Regions from separate parts of the Gossypium hirsutum genome. Here regions 2 and 3 are each linked to region 1. Evidence: chromatin contacts called from public Hi-C data. All regions are on one chromosome and are shown on one strand. Each heading gives the region's core, a stretch centred on a gene start, on an enhancer-like site or on the middle of the called end of the contact. The rest is flanking DNA. Distances are from core to core; before and after follow the strand shown.

What was found. Hi-C and Micro-C count contacts between places; a contact is called where the count stands out from the background.
Region 2: a Hi-C map of leaf shows a contact between it and region 1, with 1.8 times the contacts expected there. The contact joins two enhancer-like sites. A contact is called at or near these places in 2 of 34 Hi-C or Micro-C datasets (both in leaf).
Region 3: a contact with region 1 is called in a Hi-C map of leaf, with 2.9 times the contacts expected there. The contact joins two enhancer-like sites. A contact is called at or near these places in 4 of 34 Hi-C or Micro-C datasets (all in leaf).

What each region holds. Positions count from the first base shown.
Region 1 is chrA05:74,581,543-74,584,217 of Gossypium_hirsutum_v2.1, forward strand. It overlaps LOC107957312 (a long non-coding RNA gene), which reads left to right. Exons shown (of 2, transcript XR_001700406.2): 2 at 561-891. Among protein-coding and RNA genes, the nearest start is that of LOC107957312, 4.1 kb to the left of the region's middle. Within about 2 kb of position 1,324, at least 3 of the 9 cell types and tissues checked have an H3K27ac peak or open chromatin away from gene starts, as enhancers often do. A contact at or near this core is called in leaf, where this site is marked.
Region 2 is chrA05:74,967,890-74,970,564 of Gossypium_hirsutum_v2.1, forward strand. It overlaps the pseudogene LOC107960569. Among protein-coding and RNA genes, the nearest start is that of LOC121229551, 4.8 kb to the right of the region's middle. Within about 2 kb of position 1,327, at least 4 of the 9 cell types and tissues checked have an H3K27ac peak or open chromatin away from gene starts, as enhancers often do. A contact at or near this core is called in leaf, where this site is marked.
Region 3 is chrA05:74,858,375-74,861,049 of Gossypium_hirsutum_v2.1, forward strand. No RefSeq gene overlaps it. Among protein-coding and RNA genes, the nearest start is that of LOC107959974, 40 kb to the left of the region's middle. Within about 2 kb of position 1,332, at least 3 of the 9 cell types and tissues checked have an H3K27ac peak or open chromatin away from gene starts, as enhancers often do. A contact at or near this core is called in leaf, where this site is marked.

The DNA.
Region 1 (2,675 bases), core at 74-2,573:
TAAAAAATAACTGTTATTGAAATTATTGCCTTTAAAAGGAAAAACCGAAAAGGATGAGTAAAAATGATTTTTGAAGTAAATAAATTTTAAATTATTTCAATGAAAATAACTCACACCAATAATGATTTTAAAATATTTTCATAGAAAATCATAATTACAAAATGCATGTAAAAATTATATATAATATATAGTAAAAAGAATAAAAAAGAACTAAAGGCATTTTTGAAATAAAAGGAAAATTTTACAAGTTGTGCAAAGAAAAAAAAGTCATACAAGTTAATACAAAAATTAAAAGTATAATAATTACTATAATTTGAAATTAATAAGTTCAAATAAAAATTAAGTAATTTATATGATATCACAAAGGGTAAAGTACATATATAATCACTCAATTTTTCAAAAATTTCATTTTAAGCATTTAAAATAAAAATATTTACATTATAAAATTTTTATTTTAATCACTTCAGTTAAAATTGCATAACATTCCCACTATTTTTTGTTTCTTTCCGGCTCCACTACATGCATTTAAATATTTTATTTTCTCCTATTTTTAATTGCAGCACTTCCTTGGGCGCCGCACCATCGAGAACCGAAACCAAGCAAGAGCAGAACCCTTTCGCCGAAACCGCTGTCAACTCAGAGTCTACTGTTCCCTTCAGAGTGCATTTGGGCATCGAGTCAAACTCGGGCCGTGCAACATATGACCCGGTTCGAATCAGTCGGGGAGAGGAGGGAGAAGATAATCGTAGTAAAGGATGAGAGAAAATTTGTAAAGAATGTCTGTTAGCTCAGATGGAAGCTTTTATAGAGAAGTTCCTCTGTAGGGTCTATACATGTATAACAAAATTAGTCTACATTTTCCATCTAAATAAATCAAATTTGTTTCTCAAACATTGAACCCAAAAGACAACGCAAATGCAAGTGTTTGGAGACTGTGTAACAGCAAAATTTCAAAGTTTTTCAAATGATTAACGATTGAACAGCGGTTTTTGGGCGTGGGAGATGAAGAATTTCAACAGAATTTTCGCGTAGGAGATGAGCGTCTGGGTTGGAAACTATGTAACAGCAGAGCATGAAAACGAAGTGGGCTTTGAAGGAAGAGAACCAGGAGGAGATTGAATGCATTTGAGGGACTTGAAGAAGAAGCTTTGATGGACTCAGGGTATTCCATGGAAGTTGAAAAGGAGTGGTTTTGGGCTTGATTTGGGTTTGAGAGATAGCAAATAACAATGAACAGCACGAAAACGAAGAAGCAGCTTTAATGGCTGTGGTAGACAAGAAATCCATGGAAAAGAGAGAGCAAAGAGAAGACTTGAAGTGTCGTGTGTTATTCCGGTTCTTGATGGGGCGGCGGATGAACTTTTTTTTTTAAGGAAGCTGGGCTAATATTAAAACAAAACAGAATAAAAAGAAGTCCAACAAATCAAACCCAAAACAGGAAATAACCCAAACATAAAGCCAATAAAACAAACCAAAAGAAAGCCCAGCAAAGAACAGCTTAAACAGCAGACGATAAAGAGCAATCAGTTCCAACGATGAGCTGTTCCCCAAAACCAGCTGGTTGTTCAACAAAAGAGCAGCTGAAACGCCACCAGCAAAGCAACCAGCAACGATTATCCCAATTCCCAAACATCAAGACTAGAGGTGCTCATGGGCCGGGCCGGGCCTAAAGAACGGGTCTAAAATTTTTCTTAAGCCCGACCCAAATAAAAATACTAAAATTTGGGCTCGGCCCGGCCCGCCCGTATTTATTTTTATATAATTTTTAAATATATATAATACATCAAAAATACTAAAAAAATTAAAATAAATATTTTCCAACAAATTGAAAATAAATTTTAAAAAATATGTAAACTTAAATAGCACTAAGATAGGTGCAACTTAACAAGCAAATACCTCTAAAATAATAACAAAATTAACAAATACTTTTAAAATAATAACAAAATTAATAATAAAATAAGTTTTATACAATATCCAAACAATAACAACAAAATAGTAGCAACTAATAGTAATATGGTAGCAAAATAGGGAGAAAACAACAAGAAAATAACATTCAAAAACAAAACAAAAAATAGCAGATTTTTTTGTCATTTAGTGAATTCGTGCCGGGCCGGGCCCGGGCCAAAAATACCTTACCCGAGGCCCGGCCCATTTTTTAAACAGGCCTTATTTTTTGTCCAAACCCATTTTTCAGGCTTATATTTTTGCCCAAACCCTCCTACATTTCAGGCTGGCCTTCGGGCCGGGCCGAGTAGCCCGACCCATGAGCAGGTCTAATCAAGACCCTTTAAGCGTCCAAATCTAAGAAATCTAGCACACAAGCAACTTCCGAGACTCCCCAAAGACGAAACTCACCCTTTCCAAAACCCATCAAAAACCATTCGAGTCCCCTCAGCTCTCACTTTCCTTCCAAATCAATCCTCATCTAAACGTGCCCCACAAAGTCCTCCCCATTCCCCTTTCCTTGCCTCTAAATACAAACCGTTGATCACTCTCCACTGCCAATAGCGTAAAATCAAGCACTCGCCCATTTAGGTAATAACTATTCCCACCCTTCAAAATCTCTATAGCTAATAAATGGGCCACTATGTTCCCTTCACGAAGCATATGCTTAAAAACACACCGTCGAAAAGACCTAACCCACAGTTTATTATCCCTAATGTAAGCTCCAAGGA
Region 2 (2,675 bases), core at 77-2,576, 390 kb after region 1:
TCAATTTAATAACAAGAGTAATCAATAACTCAATCCTCTCTTTTTTTTCATCCTTTCAAAATAGATATTTATAGCAATAGTGATTTATATGAAATATAATTTTTTATTCATTCACAATCTCAATATGAGATCCATTATAAATATCTTTTAAAACCAATGGATTAACCATCACAAGATATTAATATATTAGCTCTTCTAGAGCTTTCGACTAATTTTGTACTCCCAAATATTGAAATAATATCGGTTTTTGTTTTCTTTTGCATTCACTTTGGGGAATATAATAGATTTACTAGGATGAACTTATAAACGTCCCAAATTTCATAATCACCATCGCAAACACGTGTGGATTTCAAATCAAAATTTATCTATTCATGTTGTCATGATTAGTCTCGAATTATAATAAATATGACATAATAAATAAATCATAATAAAATATATCTGAAGATCTAAGTGGTTAAAGGTTTTAATGATTACCCATAGTGCGCAGGCTTCAATTGAAGACTAAAATTGCAATAGCTCTAGAAGGCAATCGACAAAAACTTGAGCAGTAGATCTGGAATGTCTGTATTATAAAATAAAAGAGAATCGTGCAGATAATGTGTTATAAAATAAAAAGACAGAAAGTAAAGGACAAAGAGGATGGGAGAGCAAAAAGAGAGCGTATTTTATTGATCAATCGAAATTTTTACAATGCTTCTCCAAAATCTATATTTACAGACATAAGAAGTATAAATGAAATAGAACTCTACTTCTAATGACTATTAGAATTTAAAATATATCAAAACTTATCTAGATCTTGATGGACATTCACTTAATAAAATATTTATAACAATATTTAGAATAGAAGTGTTTTTAAAAATAACATATAATAAAATTTTTAAAATTTAATTAAAGATTATTAATTGGTTTAGTGATGAAGAATTTGTTTATAAATTTATTAAAATTATTCTTTAAAATGTTAATTTTAATTTAATTTTATAGAAAAATAAAAAAAACTATCAAAATAATAATAATTTAATAAAAAGATATATTAATTATTTCCTAATTGAAATGATACCAAATTAATTAATCAAGTCCTTCTGATTTGAGATAACTAATGAAATCAATTTCCTTAACATTTTCTCTTATCTAAATAAAAATAAGTTAATGAAACGAAGAAATGATTTCTTTTCTATTACTTCAATCCAAATATAGGATTAATAAATATCAATTAATATTATATTTAAATCCAACTTTTAACACTAACGGGTCAGATCCAACCATCGACTAAGTCACAGCTATGGCTATAAACAACGATTTCCCGCTGGATATTTTGGCCGACTCGCTTAGCTTATCGTAGCAAAACAAGCTGTCGTTTTGCCTGAAACGCTTACTGTAACATCCACAGTGTTGTAAGGCTAGAATTAACCCTCAACTCAAAGCCAAATAACCCAGAAAACAAAAGAACAAAGGAGCAGTGCAAGTATTTCTCTTTCCAACATGGAGGTAATGAGTCCACTCAAACCCCATCCTAACTCTCCCTCCCCCACCAAGAAGTTGCTGCCTTTCGCTCTTTATGCTCTCCTCCCCATAGCTCTTCTTCGCTTCTACTTTCACCCTTTTCATCACCTCCCTCCCAACAATCCCACCATCCTCACCAAAGGTATTTTCAGCAACCAAAAGTACTTGTCAACCTTTTATCCTTAATTACCATGAGTTTTTAGTTATTGGGTGATATTAATGAACCAACTTTTTTTGTTCTTTTATAGAAGAAGAAATAGTTTATGAAACTCCATGTGACTACACCGACGGCAGATGGGTACACGACAAGATGGGGCCTCTGTACAATGGCACAACCTGTGGTACAATCAAGGACGGTCAAAATTGTATCTCTCATGGGAGACCTGACTTGGATTACCTTTATTGGAGATGGCGAGCAAGCCAATGCAAGCTCCCCAGGTTTAATCCCAATACTTTCTTGCATCTCTTAAGTAACAAGCACATAGCTTTTGTCGGAGATTCCATGGCTAGGAACCAACTGGAATCACTTCTTTGTATGCTAGCCACTGCCTCCAATCCTAACCTGGTTTATAGAGGTGGGGAGGATAACAAGTTTCGTACATGGCATTTTGCTTCTCATAACATTACTATATCAGTGTACTGGTCACCATTTCTAGTTAAAGGTGTTGAGAAATCAAAAGCTGGTCCAAATCATAATGAATTATATGTGGACACTGTTGATGAGAAGTGGGGTTCTGATTTGGACCATATAGATATGATTCTACTCTCGATAGGGCATTGGTTTCTTCATCCAGCAGTTTATTATGAGGGTGATTTAGTATTAGGTTGTCATTACTGCCCTGGACTAAATCACACTGAGATTGGATTTTACGATGTGATGAGGAAGGCCTTAAAGACTGCGCTTAAGACAATAATTGAGAGAAAAGGGGCTAATGGTAATAGAATTGATGTGTTCCTCGCCACGTTTTCACCTTCACATTTTGAAGGTGAATGGAATAAGGCTGGTGCTTGTCCAAAGACTAAACCTTTTAAGGAAGGAGAGAAGATGCTTGAAGGGATGGATGCAGATATGAGAGCAATTGAGGTTGAAGAAATAGAAGCTGTCAAGGTAAATGCTGAACAAATTGAAGGATTGAGGATTGAGATGTTGGATGTGACCAAATTATCGTTGATGA
Region 3 (2,675 bases), core at 82-2,581, 280 kb after region 1:
TCCAGTAAAATGAAGTATTATGAAAAGCAAGATCGAAACATATCATGGAAAACAAGTGTGATGGCAAGTGGTGGTTATGGAATGATGAGACCTATAGTTGTTGTGATCTTTGAATGAAATTTCAAAGTAAATTTTAAGTATTTAGATTTACTAAAAGATAAAAAAAATCCCTAAATGAAACATTAGATTCATCATTTAATTTTTTAAAATAGTTATCAACAAAACAAGTTGCATATTTTATAGATATGAAAAAGATGCAGTTAACTCACAAGAGTATGCTATGAATGATGGGTAATCAAGGTGAAGAAAATCATGTTCATGTTACTAATAGTGAGTACTGAGAGAACAATTACGAAGATAGTGGATATAATAATCGTTTCGTGAAAGTTACACTTTTATAATTCATTTTGATAAAGGGAGTGCTACTTGCAAACTTAAGTACAAGTGCTTTAACAATTTACTCAATGTGGAGGGAAAAAAGTAGTTATATACCCGAGAAAAGTTAAGAAGTAAACTTCTTGATAGTCTCTGTGTTTGAGCTTCCAAGTCATGCTTTTCAAGGCATCCCAATAGTGGAGCAAATCGTACAATCTTACCAAAGAGTGATTTTGTAGGGAACAATATTTTCTGACACTACTATTAACAGAAGTGTTAATAACAAAAAAAAATGATATCTATTGTGTAACTAGTATGACATTAATATTAGATATTAAATATTTATAATCTAAATATTAAAAATATGTTACTAAACATTAAATAATAAATATTTTTTAAAATAGAAAAAATAAAGTACTTATAGACATAAATGAGCTACTTATAGATCTAAATGAGCTCCACTTCATTTATAATTTCAAAGTTTATTTAAAATATAAGTGGAGCTTTTAGTTATTTTTCAAATTGATAATGTATTATGTAATTAATATCACATTAAAGTTTAACATGAAACATTATAATCTAATCATTAAAAAAATATATTAAGTTCACTAAAAATAAATAAAAAACAGAAAAATATTATAAAAAATTGAATGTGTTTTGGTTAATAATTTACATTGATTTGAGCAAAATTTAAAGTAAATATTTTAAGTTGATAAGCTGAAGCAAATACGTATAACATTGACCTACTTTTCACCTCTATTGTAAATGATGACAACTTATTAAAATGAATTAATTATCCCATATCTGCTAAATCTTTGAGCTTTATTGTTCTTATCAGATTATGGCTATGCAAATTTTGTGGCTGAGAAGATAAACATCAAATGTTGAACACCAAGTCCACAAAACACTTAAGTCCTGGATGTTGGACTTGGTCCATTGGGCTAAACCATTCAGCAAAATATAATTCATGGCCCAACATGCAAATGCCAAAATAGACATATCTGATAAACTAATCCAAAGCATCAACTATTGTGGTTTTGCATTTCTTTCATCAAAAATAATTTATACAAAATGTTTTCCTGTTTGTTTTATGGAAAATGAGTTATAGACTTACACTTTGAAAAATAGTCATTTTCTGAAAAAAAACTTATTTATAAATAATTTTATTTTTATATAAAAATTAACTTGAATCAAGTATAATATTATTATATTAATAATAAATTTTAATTTTAAAAAAAGTTTAGACATATTAAAGTATTAATATCAAATATTACAATGTTGAATATTATTATACACATTTTAAATTATTTATATTTAACAATATAATAAATTATTAATTTAATGTATTATTTTAATAAAAATTATGCAATATTACAATTTTATTTAATAATAAATTTTAGCAATAATTATCTCAAAATTTAAATAATATTCTTAATATATTATCATACATATTTATACTAAAATTTTAATAATAAATATATTAGATTTTATAATTATTTAATAATAACTTTTTATAGTATAAAATATGAATTAATATTTTAATTATAAAAATTAAATATTTTTTAAAATCATGCTTAGCTTCATTTATTTCCCCCAATTCCAATGTGTCAATATACACTTTCATATATGTAATTTAAATTAAGTTTTAATTATGTATTGTTTATTATAAAGTTTATATATTATATTAATTATTATAAAATATAATCTTATTATGAACAAAATTCTTCTGCCCCTCTTTGGTGTCCACTTTGTTGCCCATTCAATAAGTTTTTAACATGTGCATTCTTTTATTTTAAGTGAGCTTTCTTGCTATTCTATTTCCGTTTAGTGTCCATTTACAGCTAAAAGAAGAAAAATAAAAGTTTGAAGAGAGAGTTCATAGAATTCTTCTCTACACCAAAGTTTCCTCTTCCCAAAAACTTATCACACAATTTTGTTTTCTTTATAGGCTTAAACTTTATTTCACAAATTCTTTTATGGGTTTCATTTGATTTAATTAATTATCCAAATATTAAGAAATCATCCTTTTCCTAACCTATTTCAGATTGAAACTTTGCACTTTGCTAAGGATATGAGTCTCTAAAAGATCGAGATAGAAGGAGACTCACTGTAATTAGTTCAAGGCAAAGAGACTAAAACTAAAATTAAGGAATCTAGAAAATCAATAAAATGAACAATAAATCATAGATTTGTTGAACCAATTCGAGGCAATTGTTAGAATTATTAGGATCTAGTGTCCTTAGTGTAGTGATTACATTTATATATTTGTAATTTTTAGAACAATTTGGTTTAATAAAAGT